2 separate regions of the Sus scrofa genome follow, and region 2 is linked to region 1. A link is a contact called in public promoter capture Hi-C data. All regions are on one chromosome and are shown on one strand. The core of a region is the stretch at or near the end of the contact, and the rest is flanking DNA. Distances in the headings are between cores, read along the strand shown.

Region 1 (3,934 bases), core at 997-3,496:
TTATGCTTCTCCCAGGCTATGGTCTCCTCATGGTGGCTTTTCCTTCTTGAGATAAAATAGTCCCTTCTGTCCTGCCCTCCTGTTTGGACATCCTCAATACCCATGGCCTTCTTGATGCCATCTCCGAGGCTCCAGCACCAACTAGGACTTCTGGCTTGCCAGGCCCAATAGGCTGCCACTCACCCCTTGGGCCCACTGTGACACCTCCTTGTCCACCTGACTACCACCTGGTCACCTTCCCAGCTCTGGCCTCTCCTTCCTCCAGGAAGCCTTTCGTAACCACTTCTGCTGCCAGCCAAAACTAAGGTTGGGCAACTTCATTACCTGGGGCTTTGTCCTTGCCCTTGTTGCTAAGTACATCTGCCTATTTAGATCCATGTCTCTGTTTGGGTCTGTCAGCTTTCATGCACCTCCCCTGCCAGAGCTCGAGGTCCATGGGGACTAACATGGACTGTGGACCATGGGTGGTGCTGAGCTTGTCTTGAGCTCAGGGAGTTCACACACTTGCCCGAGGTCACGTAGCTGAGCAGCAGAGACAGGTTTTGAGCTCAGCCCTAACTCCTCAGGTCAACCCTGGACTTGGTGCATGTGAGGTGCTCATGAAATGTTTGCTGAAGAAACAAGTGATGTGAGCAGGCAGTCTGCGGCACTGCTGCGGACACGGTGACCATGGCAGAAACAAGAACATGTGCTACCAAGACACAGGGAACACTGCACCCTCCCAGTCCCTGGTGTGCCCTGTGCCCTCTAAGAAGGCTGGGGAAGGAAGCCTGGCCCAGGGCCTGTTGACTTTGGGTGGCCTCCAAGGCAGGCAACCCACTCAAGGGGCTCTGGGAAAGTGCTGGGGGTGGGGACTGGGGTGGCAAGGGACAGTCACTTTACCTCTTCACTCCCTACTGCTTCTGCGCTACTCCTGTTCCCTCCGCCTAGGCCTGGCACCCACTAACTCATCCATGAGGGGCCTGTTTTAATGTTGTTAGTCCTGTCTTTTCTTATTATTCCCCAATGAAAGAGGCCAGTTGCCTTCTAGAAGGAATGGACTTGGGGGGAAGACAGTAGGCCTCCTCTGAAAGCTTTGCAATCCCTCCTTTAAGAACTTTTCCCTGAAACCCCTGGGAAAAGCACCGAGGTTCTAGTTATGTCCAATTCCTCCATCATGTCTCAGCTGGGTTTGTCACTCCCCCTGGGAAGCCCTCCCTGACCCCCAGCGGAGGTGGACTTTCCTATTACATCCTCACTGCTCCACAACTTATATTTATTTGTGCTTTTTGAGATCAGTGTCCCTCTCGCCCATCAGATTGTGAGCTCCAGAAGGACAGGGACAGACTCTGATTTTGCTCTCCAAAGGCAACCCAAAGGTTAGCACCCTGCCCAGCACTTCGTAGATATTCCCCAAATACCAGCTGAATGAACAAATGATTCTGGGTTCCACTCCCAGACCTGCCACTTCTCTGTGACTGACCAGTGTGACCTTAGGCAGGTTGCATTTCCTCTCTGTGCCTCAGTTTCTCCCTCTGTAAAACAGCATTCCCACCACCCACCTCACCTAACCCTTATAACTCAATGTTACAATGAATGTTAAGAAACCCCTACAAGGACTGCTACAGAAAAGTCGCTGGATAAACAGAAGCTTCCGAGCTCTCGGAGAGCGGGACTGGCCTGAGGGCACAGTGTCCCCGCCACGCCTCACCACCTCCGGTCAAGGGTCGCCCAGCCCCGCGGCGTCAGGCCTGGCTTACATGCCGGCAGCGGCCCGCGCTCCTAGCGGCCTCGGGTTCCCCGGGACCCCCACGGAGGCCGGAGCTCATTGCCCACAGAGGTGAGGATGGGGGTCGTGCACGCGTTTACCTTGCAACGGCCGCAGCCCACCGCGTTACCTAGCAACAAGGCAGGACTCACAGACAGAAGACACCTTCTCGGTTACCTACCAACAGGGTAGAGCCCTCAGGTGAGGCCAAAGCTTCAAAGACCAGGGAGGCTCCCATTGGCCGGCTACCTAGCAACAGGGTGGGTCCCCAGGGGCGAGGCCCCGGCCAGTTGCCTGGCAACACCGAGGGTGGGGAGCCATCAGTACCTTGCCCTTCAGGTCCAGCACGTAGACGGCACTGGCGGACATGGCGGCTGCAAAAACCCTCGGCACTGGCCGAAGGCGGCGGCGACAGCGGTGACTGCCAGGCGGTGAGCCAGGCCGGGCGCACCCGAGACAGTTCCTCTCCACTTCCGGCCCGGGGAGTAGCGCGCGGACCGTTAGGTCTGGCCGTGGACGCGCTGCCAAAGCGCAGGCGCAAGGCGCCATGTGCGCAGGCGCAATATTCCCGATAAGGCCTTATTTTCCGCTCCTCCCTCAAGTATCCCGGAAGTAAGCTCTTAGGGGAGGGGCGGGGAGGGGCGGGGAGGGGCGGGGCCAAGCCGGGCGGACGGCGGAAGAGCAACTCTCTAGCTGCCTGGTTGGACGGCGAATGGCAGCTGGGAAAACTCATGTCGCTGGAAAATCCCACTTGGTGGGCCAAACTAGGTGAGAGATCCTGGTGGTGGAACCCACCGAGGGCCCAGCCATGTGGAACTCATAGTTTGGTGGGGAAGGCTGGGGAACAAATACATAGACACCAATTGTGATACACTTTATAAGGAGGGATAAGGTGGTGGTTACTTGGAAAGAACTCAAACTCTCTGAATGGCAATCGAGCCTCATCAACAGTAAGTTCCTGTCACCTGTCAGTGCTAACATTTGGTAAACAAGCGTGCAGTTTATTGCCTGAAATGATCTGAAAACCACGCCTCACTGAACCTAGGCAAAAAGGTGATTTATTTCTGTAGGTAGTGGTCACTGTGAGTAATGCAAATTGTGACTCCTGATTCATCTAATTGAATTATACCTTGTTTGCTTTTATGAATACTCGGCCTTTGGAGAAATGCTGCATTCTGTCCCAGTGAACCATCACAATGCCCTGGGCCCCAGGCCCTGCACTATCAGAACCATTTACCCCGGCTGCCTGCCTCTTACTTTTATCTTCCTTACTGCCTCCATTTTGGGTTTTGAGAGTTAGTTTTTGCAACTTTGTGGTTATATACCTTCTACTTAAGGTAGAGATGTAAGTGCAAGAAAATCCAGAGAAGAAAACTAGAACCTTTAAAGATTACCAGTGAATCCTGGGCATAAAGCAGCTGAGAAGCTTTTTGACACCGTCTCTTAAGCAATCTGATTATACCTAGCCTCACTCTGCCCAAATTATGTTTTTAGGAAAAAAGTGTCTTTTTTTTTCTTAAATTACAAAACTGTACATTGCACTGAAGAAATCAGGAAATGCCAAAAAGTATAAAGAAATCCACATGGGAGCGGTAACCCCTCTCATTATGGAGGATTTCCTTTCAGACTTGCTCTGGGCATTTTATTATTTTTTTCTCTCTGTGAGATGTAAATGTTCTACAATGGCTCTCAGGAGCACTTACCTTATCTAGACCATCTTTATTTTAGCTCCTGAGACTGAAGGAAAAAAAAGGAAGAGGGGGGAAGGAGAAGGGCTTTTCCACTCAAGTGGAAACACTGACATCTCTGGTTCTGCTTTATGTAAAAATTAACTTGTAAATGAGTTCTCTTTAACTGACTTAAAAGTAAGCGACGCTGATATTTGGCCTCTGTGCACCAAGGCAGAAGTGAATCTCAGAGACAGAGTTTTGGGTGAAATAGAAAAGAATAGCTTTTGGGAGTTCCCTTGTGGCACAACATGTTAAGGATCTGGCATTGTCACTGCTGTGGCTTGGGTTTGATCCCTGGCCTGGGAACTTCCACATGCCAAGGGCATGGCCAAAAAGTAAATAAAAATTCTTCCCCCCCCCCCCAAAAAAAAAAAGAAAAAAGAAAAAGAATAGCTCTATTGCTTTGCCAGGCAAAGGGGACCACAGTGGACTAATGCCCTCAAAAAACTATGTCCCT
Region 2 (3,934 bases), core at 979-3,478, 370 kb after region 1:
TTTTGGATAGGATGGCGGACTCAGGACTTATCCCTTGGATTTGGTCCCACGTCCTTTCATGTTCTGAGTCCATGTGGCCTCTAGTTCCTTGCATGCTCAAGGGTCTGCAGACCTGAGACCTTCCAGTCCCCAAGGGACATCCAGAACAATACCCATCAATCAGTACAGCAAGTCTGACCCATGACCACCCTCTGCTGGCCAGGGTCTATGCAAATGCATCCTCTCTATCTACCTCTCTGCAACCTATGGAAGTGCTGCTTAATTGTGCATTTACAGATGAAGAAACTGGGGCCATGTCCCCCAAAATTTGAAAAAGGGCAGTCATATCCTGATGAAGTATTCTCTCCATCAGGATTCTCCAAGCCTGACAAATACTTCCAGGTACTCTAGGCAGGTGATCATAAGTCAAATTCACCTTTATGACTTGCTCTCATCTCCCCAAGGACCCTGAAGTGTGGATTCAAAGCAGTTGAGAATGGTCCAGAGAAGGAAAGTGGGTCAGTCAAGGTCACACAGCATGAGGGGCTGGAGGAAGGAAAAGTGATGAAACCAGCCCTCACACCCATGACCCATGACCTCCATCTTTTCCTGCTACCTACAAGACTCACTGGGGCCATTTCAAGACCCAGAATCTCAGGAAATCTTCATAGTGAGCTTCAGAATGCCCCTGTTCTGAACTTTTCCATAATAAATAGTAAACCCTCCCCCAAGTTGTTGTTCCCCTCCCAGACAGGAAAGGAAAGCTATGCTCCTCTCTCAGAAGTGCTTGGAGATGGGAGGAGCTGGATACCCATCCCTTTGACCTTGCCTGAGGGAGGTGATGGCAAGTTAATCACGGGTCATGAAATATGTATTTTGCGTGCTTAATGTATGCCAGCCCTGGACTGGGCACTGTACTATCTGCTCCCCAGAATGGGAGAGATGGTTAATAAGCCTCTGGATAATTACTGTTTAATTAATCATGAGCAGGGCCAAGTAAAATGTCAAGCCGGTGGGGGGGGGGTGGGAGGTCTAAGAAGGCTTCTGAAAGGGGAAGTGAGTGGCCAGCTTTATCCAGATTAAGGAATGGGCCCATCGGACATCTTGGGGTGGGGAGGGAGGGGAGTAAGAGAAGAGCAAGAGGTCTCAGGAAGGGAGGAGGTTGGTAGCTGTACCTGTAGACAGGTAGCTAAATCCTGTGGAGAAGCTGTAACACAGAATGAGGTGACACAAGGAAATGGGCATTTTCAGGGCAGATCCTGGACAGCACCCCCATGAGGAGAACTCAAGGCCATCATAGACACCAGGGGACCAAACTCTGTGCAGCCTGGCCTCAGATATGTGCTAATGTGTGGAATAAGCAGGAAATGGACCACAAAGCAGTCTAGGGGTGAAAGGAAAGGATATGAGAAAGGCCTGGGATGGCAGATCAGAGGAATGAATGAGGAAAGAGGAGGCTCCTTGGCCTCCCTCATTCTCTGCTGTTCCAGACTCCAGCCCACCCCCTGAGCTCCACTCCTGAAGTCCAGTCACCCTGATTCCACAGACCCACCTGCTCCCCACACTCACCTGGCCCATGTGACCCAAGAGCCAGTTCGGTTTTGGAGGCTGCGGGAAACCTCGGAGGCGGCGAACATTGTCAAGGGAGGTGCAGGTCCAGACCAGGACTCGGGCCAGGAGCCAGGAAGCCCCAACCAGGAGCAGGAGTAGCCATGGTGAGGCTTCCACTGGCCCCAGTCCCAGCCAGGATAGGCTCAGCTGCAGCATCCTACAGGGCAGACAGGGTGGAAAGTTAGCCCCTGATACTGAGCAAAGGGACAGTGATGGTGAGCTCTGAGGCAGAAATAAGTAGAGGGAGAGGAACAAGAAGAAGAGGGGGAGGGAATGGTGAGTGCTAAGGAAGAAAGGGCTCAGAGATAGGCAGACAGGGGCTCAGAGAGGAGAGAGACCCAAGAATACCCAGAGGTAGAAGAAGAGAGAGAGTTAGGGAGAGGGCAAGAGAGAAGAGAATGAAGAAATGCCAGCACAGAATCAGTGGACATTTGCCGTGGGCCCCTCTCAACCTTGGAGCAGAACCCTCAGCCCTGCCGACACCAGTACTGCACCTTCTGTCTGGAGCACTTAATCCCCCGAAACTTCTGTCCTCTTCCTAGGGAGTCTTCTTTCCTGTCCTTATCTCTGAACTGGCAGAGGTGGGGCTTGAGTGGCTCAGCCAATCCCTGCACACCTAGCTACCTCCTCCCCAACTGGCATCTGCCCAAGACTTAGAAACCGAGGCCCCTAGCTCCAGAGATGAAACAGCTGAGTCACATGGTACAGGTGCTGGCTCCTCAGATTTAGCACCTCCCGTGAGCAGTGAGAAGCTTTTTGGGCTGAAGGCAAAGGTGACTCTGGAACCCAAAGTTTATAGCCACCCCTGCCCTTCCAAGGCCAGGATGCAGCAGGTAAAATATGAATGTTCAGGTGCCAACTGTGTCCCAAAACATCTCCATGCCTCTCTCCATGTGTGGGCCAGAAGGGCAGCATGCACCATTTCTTGGCACAGAATCAGGAAGCCCAGAAGCAAGCAACCTCTGGCCTCCAGGGCACACACCCTGGCAGGAGTTCAAGTCCTGCCTCCAAGCAACCCAGACCTTGGGTTGAGATAAGACTGCTGGGAGCAGGAACAGAGAAACCAGCTTGGCTGGGGATTACCACAGCAGATTCAGGGGTTAAGGGCGCAGTCAGAAGAGGGCACCTGAAGCCATGAGTGGTAAGGTTGGGAGAGGCCAAGAGAGCACAGGCTCCAACAGGGGAGGGCAGAGCTGGGAGATCCTGAGTGGAGTACTGCCCCATCTTCCCTATGACTATGGGCTGTGCTGACCCTCTCTGGGATCAGCCTTCCCATCTGGGAAATGGGATCTTGGATGAGACCCTGACACAGGGACAGAGGAGGATTCCACAGGAAGATGGGGCACATCAAGAGAGTGAAAGAAAGGGGCTGGCAAAAATATGTGTGCTACTGTGTGCCAGTACACTGAACAAAGTAAACCTACGCTGTGCAGAAAACCATGAGTAATTAGTGTCTAGTGTGTGCTGGGTATCTCAAAAGCAACCGTACTATGCTGCTATACAGAAATGTACCTACTATGCTCCAGGTGTGCTACATAAAGTGCATCTAGGAGTTCCTGTTGTGGTGGAATGGGAGGAAGACACTTGCCAAGAGCAGGAACTGAGTGGAACACAAGCTGCACAAAAAGGCAAGTGTGTTTTTTTCTTCAACTCTTCTACTAGCATATGGATTTCCTGAGGTGGTCTCTGTGAGGATGCCAGTTCGATCCCTGGCCTCTCTTAGTGAGTTAAGGATCCAGCATTGCTGTTAGTTGTGCTGTAGTTTGCAGATTCAATTTGGGTCTTATATTGGTGTGGCTGGTATAAGCATGCAGAAGATCTGATTCAAACCCTGACCTGGGAACTTCCATATGCCATAAGCATGGCAGTAAAAAGAAAGGGAAAAAAAAAACCCTTTGGCTAGCATGTGAGATCATGAAACTAATCCTTTGGAAGGCCAGCCAGAGCAGTAAATTCTGGCCCCATATGGAATCTATAAGCAGATGTGGAATTTTCAGTAACCATGACCAATACTCAATTCCCCACAGGTCTCTGCTGCAATCAGAAGGGCAGGATCTGGACCTGCAATTAAAAGGGCCTGGCTCCTCTGATTCCTGGGTCAGGTGGTAGAAAAAGAATGGGAGCCAGCACTGGAGGCAAGAAGCCTCAGGTGGGGACCTTTTGTTCATCTTTGGGGATGTTCAGGAGCATCCCCAATGGTTTTTCAGCAAACAAGGACTATCTCAGCTGCCAAATCACCCAAGCCTGGCTTATGGGAGGTCTCCAGCCAGTGTTGGAAGGAGAGGAGCCATTTACCACCCTGCTCCTTTTCCTGGGTCCTTTCCACTCCCATCCAGAGCGAGGC

Evidence for each region. Promoter capture Hi-C pulls out the DNA fragments that hold promoters and counts their contacts.
Region 2: a promoter capture Hi-C map of liver shows a contact between it and region 1, with 7 times the contacts expected there. The contact joins the promoter of CYP4F2 here to the promoter of AP1M1 in region 1.

What each region holds. Positions count from the first base shown.
Region 1 is chr2:61,383,860-61,387,793 of Sscrofa11.1, forward strand. AP1M1 (adaptor related protein complex 1 mu 1 subunit) reads right to left here and starts at 2,247. Exons shown (of 12, transcript NM_001243917.1): 1 at 2,075-2,247. The coding sequence starts at 2,116. It overlaps CIB3 (calcium and integrin-binding family member 3), which reads left to right and starts at 2,330. Exons shown (of 5, transcript XM_021083597.1): 1 at 2,330-2,515. The coding sequence starts at 2,460.
Region 2 is chr2:61,757,743-61,761,676 of Sscrofa11.1, forward strand. It overlaps CYP4F2 (docosahexaenoic acid omega-hydroxylase CYP4F3), which reads right to left and starts at 2,229. Exons shown (of 13, transcript XM_003123434.4): 1 at 2,085-2,229; 2 at 1,549-1,747. The coding sequence starts at 1,746.